2 separate regions of the Zea mays genome follow, and region 1 is linked to region 2. Evidence: chromatin contacts called from public Hi-C data. All regions are on one chromosome and are shown on one strand. Each heading gives the region's core, a stretch centred on a gene start, on an enhancer-like site or on the middle of the called end of the contact. The rest is flanking DNA. Distances are from core to core; before and after follow the strand shown. Region 1 holds the start of LOC100285176. Region 2 holds the start of LOC107305671 (proline-rich family protein).

Region 1 (4,966 bases), core at 803-3,302, 280 kb after region 2:
TAATAGCGCCATAGCTGGATGCTGTGTTTATAATCTATATGTGCAGTAAAACAACATAAGGTAAATAGGTCAAACAAACACAAGGCAATGAAGTTTACCATGTTTCAGTTGTTTGATATAATGCGGCAGAGCTTCCAAAGCATGAATTAAGCATGTCAGTATTCACAACACCAGGGCTAAGAGCAATGGCTGCCAATCCAGGAGGTAGCTCTTTAGCTAACGAGCGTGTCAAGCCCTCAATCGCCCACTTCGAAGCACAATATGGAGCAACCTGAAATGACAATGTGCAATTTAGTATGCATTGAGGATTTTGATTCATCAGAAAGAAACAACTATAATGCATTTGATGGTTTTCTGTATGACCTCTGCAGCAGCAGATCTTCCCCAACCAGAGGATAGATTGATTATAATCCCATGTCTCTTCTCTATCATAAGTGGTACAAAATGGCGAAGCACATTTGCTGTTCCCTTGATATTTGTATCGACCACCATATCAAAATCTTCCGCTGGAACATTCCATGTCTTGTTATTCTTGTTTATCGTACCAGCGTTGTTTACTGCCAGAATACCTCAACGGTTAGAATCCAGGAAATCTTCTTTTCTCATATACTCAGAATGAGCATACAAATATGTGATTCCATAATAAACTTCATGGCTCAACTGCATGCAGACACAAAGCATAACCAACCTATAATATCTGGAACTTGCTTCTTTTCTACAACAGTCTTTGCCAGCTCGGCCACACTGCTGTCAGACCTCTGCAGCAGAAGCATAAAACAATGCTTGAGAAAATGTTTTCACATAGCAAACAATTTAAAAAAACAACAGTCAGATTATTTAAACATGTCACTGATAAAATGTAATTCTATTATCATCTCACTATTGTCCAACACTTAGCAACAACCTTATGTCATCAATGTACTATCTTTATGCATCTATGGTCAAATTTTAAAAACGTTTGGTGGGAACTCTAGACTACAATACCCCTCTCCACATCCCTAGTAAGGCCTACTTTGGGTACCCTAGTATTGAGCTCAATCCACATGTATTGAGGTGGATTGGGGTGGAACTTAAACTAATTTACACCCCAATCCACCTCAACACACGTGGATTAGGGTCAATACTAGAGTACTCAAACAAAGCCTAAGGTGGAAACCAGTTCTTCAATGTGGAGAATGCTCCAGCAACTCATGCATAAACTGTAGTCGGAGACGATAATTAACCCCCAATGGCTACTGTATGCATAACACTGCAAAAATGTAAGCATAAAGATTTCCTTGAACATCAAGTATTATCATACACAGTTACCAGCATTAACTTATGAGTTCAAGACGCATGGACACTCAGGTGATCAAGCTACCAGTCAAACAACAAAGTCTACCAATCTGTAAAATACCCATCCAAGGTTCTGAGCATAGGATGCATATACAGCAGCACTAACCTACAGCCTAGTGGGAGTAATTGAGATTTCGTTCATCAATACACTAGCAGTGGGCTTTGAAAGCATAAAGTTCAACCAAGTGCAGCGGTTGGGAAACCCAAACGAAAGTGAGCACTGAAAATGGAAATAACTAGAAAAGCAGCGCAGCAACTGCGAAGCAAAATTCCTATTAGTACTTGAACGAGCACCGGAACCTTACAACGTCGGCGACGGTGAAGAAGTGGCGCGATGGCGACGTGATCTCTTCCTCAAGGGAGCGGAGGTGCTCGGCGGAGCGGCCGCAGCCGACCACCGAGTGCCCGCGACGCGCGAGCTCGAGCGCCAGGGCCCGGCCCAGCCCCCTGCTGACCCCCGTGATGAGCACCGTCCTGGGCCCCGCCGCCGCCGCCCTCGCCGCGGCCGCCGCTCCCCCGCCAGGCTTGGGCGCCGTCATCCTCTCCACTCCTCTCGCTCGCTGCGCCGCACGATGATTCCAGTGCGTGTGGCTGCAGGCAGAGAGGGCAGCTCGTTGTTCTCAATGTTTCTTGTGAAATCGGCCCATGGAGTAAAGCCTTGATTAAAAGGGAAGATGGGCCCATAGTAAAGCCTGAGAGGAGGGTCCCGGCCCATCGACCTCACGGTCTCGACTCTCCTCGCAGGGACACGCACACGTACCCACCCACCTGTGCACACAGCGCCGTCTTCTGGAGCAGCGTCCGAAAGTGTGTGGAGAACCTGCCCGATCCCTCCCGCCGCCTCCGACCTCACCGTCGGCGGGGTAAGTAACCCTATCTCTAGCGCTAACCCCATCCTTGGTTGGCTAGTCCATAATTTGTGATCCCTCGGCTCGTTAGCCCTCCCGGATACGGTGGAGAACTATGTCCTTTCTTACTCGATCGTTAGGCTTGTTGTACTCGTAGTCCTCGGATTGGCCTGTGATGCGTTGCTGTCTCTTATCACTTGTTGGGTTCTTGTGCTCGAAAAACATGTTACTATCAGAGAGAAAGTAGGGTTGTTCCCCCCTGTAAGGGCTTAGCAATTTTGCTCCTAATTTATGCGCGGCCTGATTGAAAGGAATCCTTTTCATTTTTAACGAGCTGGACATTCTTGTCTAAAAGGAGGATATGGAACGATCGGGTTCGTGAAGTAATTCGTGTAATTACAATTGGACGAATTGTGTCATGTAGGCGCTAACTACTAAGTATTCTGTAGTTTGGGGCTTTAGCAGATTTATTGATAGAAATCAATAATTAGGTTCCCTCACAGCTTTTCTTTTAAAAATCAATAATTAGGTTGAGTGTGATAATAGGAGCCTGCAATGGCATTTTTCTCATCTCACCTTTGACATTTTGTTAATCTCACCTTCGACATTTTGCTGATCTCCTAAAGATGAATTTCATGCTGGCTGATTGTTTCATCATTTATATTTTGTTTCTCAGTTTTCAATTGCAGTTCTGTACCTCATGGTCTTCCTTGTGATTGAGTTGTCATAATTAACTCATTTATATGCAGCTCAGCTTGTTCCTGGGGTCTGATCAGCCATGTTCAAGAAACCTGTTGATGTGAAAACCATACAGCGCTTGTCTGGGGCAGACAAAAAGAAGCTAAGAAGAACTGCCAAGGGAAGGTTTCCACAGGCTTCTGATGCTGACCTTGATGCCATCCTTCCTCCCAAGGTGGTGACTTCATTTGTTTTCCCCATTTACCCTTTTCTTTTATTTACATCATCTGTGTCTGATGGAAAAATAAGTAATTTACATGTTAACTGAGTTCCATGTCCAGCCTTCCTTAACTAACAAGGACTAAAGAATTTGTTGTTGATGTTAGTGTAATATGGGACAATAACATGTAAAGTTACGCTAATGGAATTACATGCTTTTGATCCCTTGCTCACCCTCACCTCGTCTAACAGAGTAAGAAGTTAGTGGACGGTGTTTGGTTCTTTCACGTTGTCACCAGCTACCTTCTTATTTATGAAAACGAGGAATTTTCTTGCTCGCTCTAAAGAGCTGATTTGAGTCACCACCTTCCTCAGCAAGGCGAGGGCGAGTGGCAGGGGAAAGGCAATCAAGCTACCCCTACAGATCATCATTATATGACTCCCTCAGTTCCTTTTTGTTAGCCTTTTTAGCTTAAGCGCACATATTGAGGAGATTCAAATTTAAGGGGTTGGCAAACAAGAAAAGGCTGCATTAGCCCTAATCTTCCACCGCTCTGTCACTTTGTGCATTCATGGAGAAAATAAACCAGTTTTATGCTATCCATTTATTGGCTGAAGCCTTTTGAATTCCCCATCCTCTTTCTCATGGTGGGTATAGGAAGTGGAGATACAAGCTGTTGGTGACGAGGCAATGAATTGGCAGGCATGCATCATTACACGGGCACTAAAGAAGCAAGGGTAAAATAGGAAGAAAGTGGTTAAAGATTCCCTTGAAACCATACATGCCTATAAAATGAAGAAAAAACTTTCTAATCATAATACGCCTTACATAAAGAAATAAAGGAGTACATGTTAGTGTTTTGGTTGTCACCATCAGCTTGGCACATACATTGTGCAATAGAACTCTTGGCTTAGTGAAGGAATAGTAGCCTACTTGTTCATGTGTGCTTGTGAAATTTCGACCCGTAACATTTATTTTTTTCTTTATCATATTCCTTCTTATTCCTATATTTATCAGTTGTACTGTGAAAGGAAGGACAGGCTTGGTGCAGTGGCGAGAATTGTCTCACCAGATCGCGGGTTCGAAGCAGCCTCTCCGCATTTGCAGGAGAAGGCTTGCCTCGATAAGGTTTTAAAGTCGGCTAGTCGACTCTAGTCGCCTGACCACCGATAAGGTGACTAATCGCGATTAGTCGAGCCTAGTCGACTCCTAGTCGGGGTTGAACATAGGAGGGCAGGCGCGCGCTGGAGGGGGGCCTCTGCAGACTGCAGCTGCCACTCAATGGAGGGGGCGCAGCTGACGCTCGAGCAGAGGGCCGCCAGAGCATAGCAGGGCGGTGGTGATGGAGAAGGGGCGGCGACGCTGGAGAAGGGCGCATACGCGAGCGCGACTATGCGATGCGTAATGGGTGTACCGTATTGGTACAAGTAGGGAAAAACATTGTTTATGCTATACAGATGGTGGGTCAGCCCATGTAACAGAGACCAGATTAGTGGCCCAAAACAGGCATAACTAGTCGACCATTATACCTAGTCAGACGACTAATCGTGATTAGTCGGCGACTAGGACGACTAATCGCTTCCTAATCGCTCTACTCGAGTCGGAGACCCTAATCGAGCTCCCTCTAGCGATAAGGCCGACTAATCGTGACTAATTGTGATTAGTCGGACTACTTTAAAACCTTGTGCCTCGGTTTATCCCTTCCCCACCCCACTCATGTGGAAGCCTCCGACACTGGGTCTGCCCCCTTTTTACCATGGAAGGAACTTATAGGAATTTTACACATAATTCTGTATCATTTGTATATTTATTTATATGTTTGAACTTGTTATTTTTTCTCGAAGCACGCCGGAGAGCTGTATGTCATTTCATTAAGAAGAAAAAG
Region 2 (4,992 bases), core at 126-2,625:
TTTGAATTCGTTTCATGTAGTACGAGTGAGCCCCAAAAAAATAAAAATTATGTTCAAATACTACGCGTGAAAATGGTATGTTCACCTTGTTACAACTGAATGGTTTGTGGGAGTGCCGTGATGTCTGAATTCAAATAAGCATACAGAATGCGCGAGCTGAATGCATGTGTATATACAAACTTTAATACAATTCCGAAATGCTTGTATCATGGATTCATATCTTCCATCATCATGCGCTACTGGCTCATCCGTAGTATAAAGCTGCATGCCACAAAACCGAATCAGCTCACGACGACAGCTGCGGTGCCGGTACCTCCGGAGCCTCGACGGTGGCGGCGGCGCCGTCTTGTGCCTCGTCGGGGGCGGGGGCCTCGAGGGTCTGCGCCGGCGCAGCCACCGCCGGCTGGAACTTGGTGACGTAATAGCTGAGCGGCGGGCCGCTGTAGGCGGCTTCCGGCACCTGCGGCACCTGGCTCTTGTTCACCTGGATGAGGATGGACGAGGCCGCGGCTACGGTGATGAGGACGAGCCCCGCGGCGATGGCGGCCGTGTTCTCGGCGCCCTCCGCCGACGTACCCGCCGTGCCGGAGCTGATGGCACTCTCGGCCACGTACACCATCGGCTGTGCAAATCAGTTGGCATGGCAGGAGGTGATGTATCGTATAATAAAGCTATCTTGTATCCAGGAACAGAAAGATTGAGGTTACACCACAGTGAGTGAAGTGGCCGCAGAATTAGATTTGTATCGAAGGGTTACCTCGACGGAGTAGATGTTGGTCTGGCCGGCGGTGTCCTTCTCCACTAAGCCGGTCCACCCTTTCTTCTTGGGAGGGAAAGTGCCGACGACCTGGGTCCTCTCCTCGGCCAGCCACTCGGCGCTCAGGCTCCCGACCTGCATGCATGCGCACCACAGAAATGGCAATGGCATCTCGTTCTCGTTGCTGCTTCAATTCCGCTCTCTGCTGTGCCGGCGTAAGCATCTATCTACTACTGCTGCCGCAACGAGGCACGCAGAGTTCCAAGACAGCTGGCGAAGGGAAGAGGAGGAGAGCGGTACCTCCTTCTCCGGGGCGCACTCCTCCTCGTTGCAGTCGGGGTCTTCCTGCGCCGGCGCCGGCGAGGAAGGGGACGGAGAAGAGGAAGCGTTGCAGGTGAGCAGGAACGGCCTGCTGCTGCGGCCACCGCCGATGATGCCCCCTCGCACTTGGGATGCCGCCTGAGGCTTGCTCCTCAGGAAGATGCAGCCGCTGGCGGAGAGCATGGACTGCGCAGGGCAAGCCATCTCTACTTGCTCCTCCTTCCTTTCCTCCTCTTGGCAGACCAGCAGACGCGCTCACACACGATGGGACGGGAAACAAAGAACAGGAGGAGGACTGGAATCATCCACACACCAGACCCTCTCTTTTGTGTGCGTATAAGCCGTTAGCCGTGAGCAGAAAGAAATATCTTTCCGGTGCTTGGGTCTGTGGTCGCCAGCACGTACACGTTGCCGCGCAGGCTGCCGACCGAAGAGAACGGCGGACGGCGGAGGGCCTTGGGCGTGGGCGTGGCCCGTCCAGCAAACCAAGCGGCGACCTTTCGGGCCTTGGCATTGCCTGAAAATCGTAGCAGAACTGAAACTCTCCGAGCAGTCATCGTCGGCAGCTGCTTTACTCAACGAAAGAGCACGGTAACAGCAACATTGGCCCGCGGCCCACGCCCACCCTTGAAAATCGAAGTGTCTTGCCTCATCACGTTTACATCGTTACATGTAAAGAGTGGTGACTGTTCTAAAAAGGTAAAGAAGCCTGGCACAGCTCAGTTCAGTAGCAAAGGCTTTTCATTTGTGAACCAGTGTTAAACACATGGAACGCAAAGGTGGAAAAAGAGTGGCACAGTTCACTTCAGTAGCAAAAGCTTTTCATTTGTGAACCAGTGTTCATTTCAGTAGCAAAGGGAAGAAAACTAGGTTCTAGTACAGTTTTCATTAGCTAATGCGACGAGTATGGCGAACCACTGTGACGACCTAACCAAGTATACGAAAGGATGAAATGGGACGGTCACAGTTACTCCAGTGGTTAAATGGGAGTCACGTAGGGACGAGGTAAACACCAGAGTAGTTTTTTTGTAGCGGCGTGATCCCAAAAAATTAAAAAATTGAGAGGACGGTGTCGCCCCCGTCCCATCCCACTTTAACCTCAAACCAAACACATCTACTGCAAACCCTGTCACCCAGTGGCTCAAGTTATCCTCCCACCGCTGGCAGACCACCACCACCGCTGGCAGACCGCCACCTCAGTTATCCTTCCACTTGTTGACGTACTTGAGGAATGCCATGTCCTTTGGCTGAGCCCGGACACGTGTGGAACGCCGCAGTACACCCTCTTCAAGTAACATCCTGTTTGCGATATCTTTTGATCGTTTCTCTAGGGCATTACTGTAGCATGCAACAGGAGAAGAATTAGTCATTCAATGGAACTTTTTTTAAAAAAAAATTGCTAACGCTACGACATTCACTAAGACTTTGGGCATGTAAGCATGAACATTGCTGTTGTGAAATGAGTCTGGAAGGTTAGCATCAAGCCGTGTATGAAACAATACAGCTGCAGAATCAGCAGTGGCGAAAATTTGACCAGAAAATAAAACTGAACAAATAACAGTACAAGGTTGGATTCTTCAGGTATCAAGAGAAAATTAAGAGCTTTCTGAACTGAAGAACTAATAAGGGTGTTTGGTTTGAACAAAGAGTTAGCTCATTGCCTACTCATTAGTCTTTTTTTGTTGATTTGTGAAATGAAATTGATTGATGCATCATCATTCATCACAACCTAACAATTACAGTACCAGTACGAGAAATGGAGTCATTCCACCGAACTTGAGGAATTTAATTATATGATGTGCCACCTCATCTAGGATTGAGTGAATTTAATTATATGATGCACCACCTCATCTAGGATTGAGTGATTCCTCAAAGCAAACAAATACACTGATTACCAAGATATCATAGGTCACGAAAGCCTTCTCTAATGAACCACGATATGGGTTGCAAAGGCAAAACCAATTGTTATGTACGGCCAGGCCTATACTAGGCACAACAGGGCCTCATGATAGGGCCCAAGGCCCATAGTTCATACTTATCTAGATAGCTTAGTTCATACTTATCTAGATAGCTAGCTTTCTTATAGATACTTGTAAGACACCTTGGGATTTCTTCAACGATATTCTGATTTATACAGCACATCGTGGGTGGAGCACCTCCAGCATGTGAGCATCGTCCTCGAGTCACTGCGAGCGCACCACCTTCATCTGAAGCGCTCCAAGTGCTCCTTCGGCGCCACGTCGGTGGCCTACCTTGGCCATGTCATCTCGGAGGGCGGGGTCACCATGGACGCGAACAAGGTCGCGACGGTGGCCTCCTGGCCGCTCCCGCGGTCTGCACGAGGACTTCGGGGCTTCTTGGTGCTGGCGGGGTACTACCGCAAGTTCATCAAAGACTTCGGCCTCATCGCAGCCCCGCTGACGCGTCTCTTGCGACGGGACGCGTTCGCCTAGGACGACGACGCGCAAGCAGCCTTCAACGCCCTCAAGCACACCTTGACGACAGGGCCGGTGCTCCAGGTGCCGGACTTCTCCAAGCTCTTCGGCGTCGACTGTGACGCGTCAGGTGCAGGGTTTGATGTCGTCCTTCATCAGGGCACGGTACCCCTCACCTACTTCAGCAAGTCGTTTGCAGCCCGCCATCCAAGCTGGCAGCCTATGAGAGGGAGCTCATCGGCCTCGTGCGGGCCGTCCGTCACTGGCGCCCGTACTTGTGCGGGCGTCATTTTTCTGTTCGCATTGGCCATTACAGCCTGAAATTCCTGCTTGATCAGCGCATGTCTACAGTTCCTCAATATTAGTGGATCAGCAAGCTTTTCGGCTTCAACTTCTCGGTGGAGTACAGGCCGGGGCGCCTAAACATCGTAGCGGATGCCCTGTCCTGCCCCGACACTGAGGCCGCCGTGGAGGATGTGGCCATTCCGGCCCGGTCCATCTCCGGTCCTACGTTCACCCTGTTGGACGACATCAGGAGGGCGACGGCAGCTGCGCCCGACGAGCAGCACCTCCTCCAGCCAGCTGCAAGAGGGCCAGCTGGCTGCTCCGTGGCGCTTCGTCGACGGACTGCTCCTGCATGGGACACGCGTCTTCGTGCCGGATTACGACGACCTGCGCCACCAGGTGTTGACATTGGCGCACTCAGCAGGGCATCCAGAAGACCCTCCACCGGGTGCGGGCAGACTTCTACATTCCCCGCGATCGCGCGCTCGTGCAGGATTGGGTGCGAACGTGCACCACGTGCCAGCGGAACAAGACGTTGGCACAACAGCCGGGGGGTCTCCTGCAGCCCCTTGAGGTGTCGTCCCAGGTGTGGGCCGACATCTCCATAGACTTCATCGAGGGGCTGCCCAAGGTGGCGGGCAAGTCTGTCATCCTCACGATAGTGGACCGCTTCTCCAAATATGCCCACTTCATCGCCCTCGGCCACCCCTACACCGCGTCTTCAGTCGCACGGGCGTTCTTCGACGGCATCATACGCCTACACGGGTTCCCGCTGTCCATTATCAGTGACCGGGACCCCGTCTTCACCGGGCACGTGTGGCAGGATCTCTTCAAGATGGCGGGGGTGACACTAAAAATGAGCATTGCCTTCCACCCGCAAACGGATGGGTAGTCGGAGGTGGTCAACAAGATTATTGCGATGTACCTTCGGTGTGTCACCGGCGACCGGCCACGGGCCTGGGTGGACTGGTTGTCATGGGTGGAGTATTGTTATAATACCTCCTACCACACAGCCCTACACGCCACTCCATTCGAGGTGGTCTACGGCCGGCCCCACCGCCTATGCTGGCCTACACACCAAGGACGACGTGTACCGAGGCCGCCGCCGCCATGCTCCGTTCCAGAGATGAGATGTTGGCTGAGGTACGCCAGCGCCTCTTGCAGGCCCAACAGCTCGCCAAGAAGTACTACGAT

Evidence for each region. Hi-C and Micro-C count contacts between places; a contact is called where the count stands out from the background.
Region 1: a Hi-C map of endosperm shows a contact between it and region 2, with 2.4 times the contacts expected there. The contact joins the promoter of LOC100285176 here to the promoter of LOC107305671 in region 2. A contact is called at or near these places in 5 of 25 Hi-C or Micro-C datasets (endosperm, leaf, seedling and 2 more).

The regions. Positions count from the first base shown.
Region 1 is chr5:177,118,097-177,123,062 of Zm-B73-REFERENCE-NAM-5.0, forward strand. It overlaps LOC100285176, which reads left to right and starts at 2,053. Exons shown (of 10, transcript NM_001158070.2): 1 at 2,053-2,198; 2 at 2,933-3,096. The coding sequence starts at 2,962. LOC100277072 reads right to left here and starts at 1,924. Exons shown (of 5, transcript NM_001150739.2): 1 at 1,641-1,924; 2 at 689-758; 3 at 364-557; 4 at 99-271. The coding sequence starts at 1,874.
Region 2 is chr5:176,843,149-176,848,140 of Zm-B73-REFERENCE-NAM-5.0, forward strand. It overlaps LOC107305671 (proline-rich family protein), which reads right to left and starts at 1,376. Exons shown (of 3, transcript NM_001320761.1): 1 at 1,058-1,376; 2 at 758-892; 3 at 156-622. The coding sequence starts at 1,282. The coding sequence ends at 287.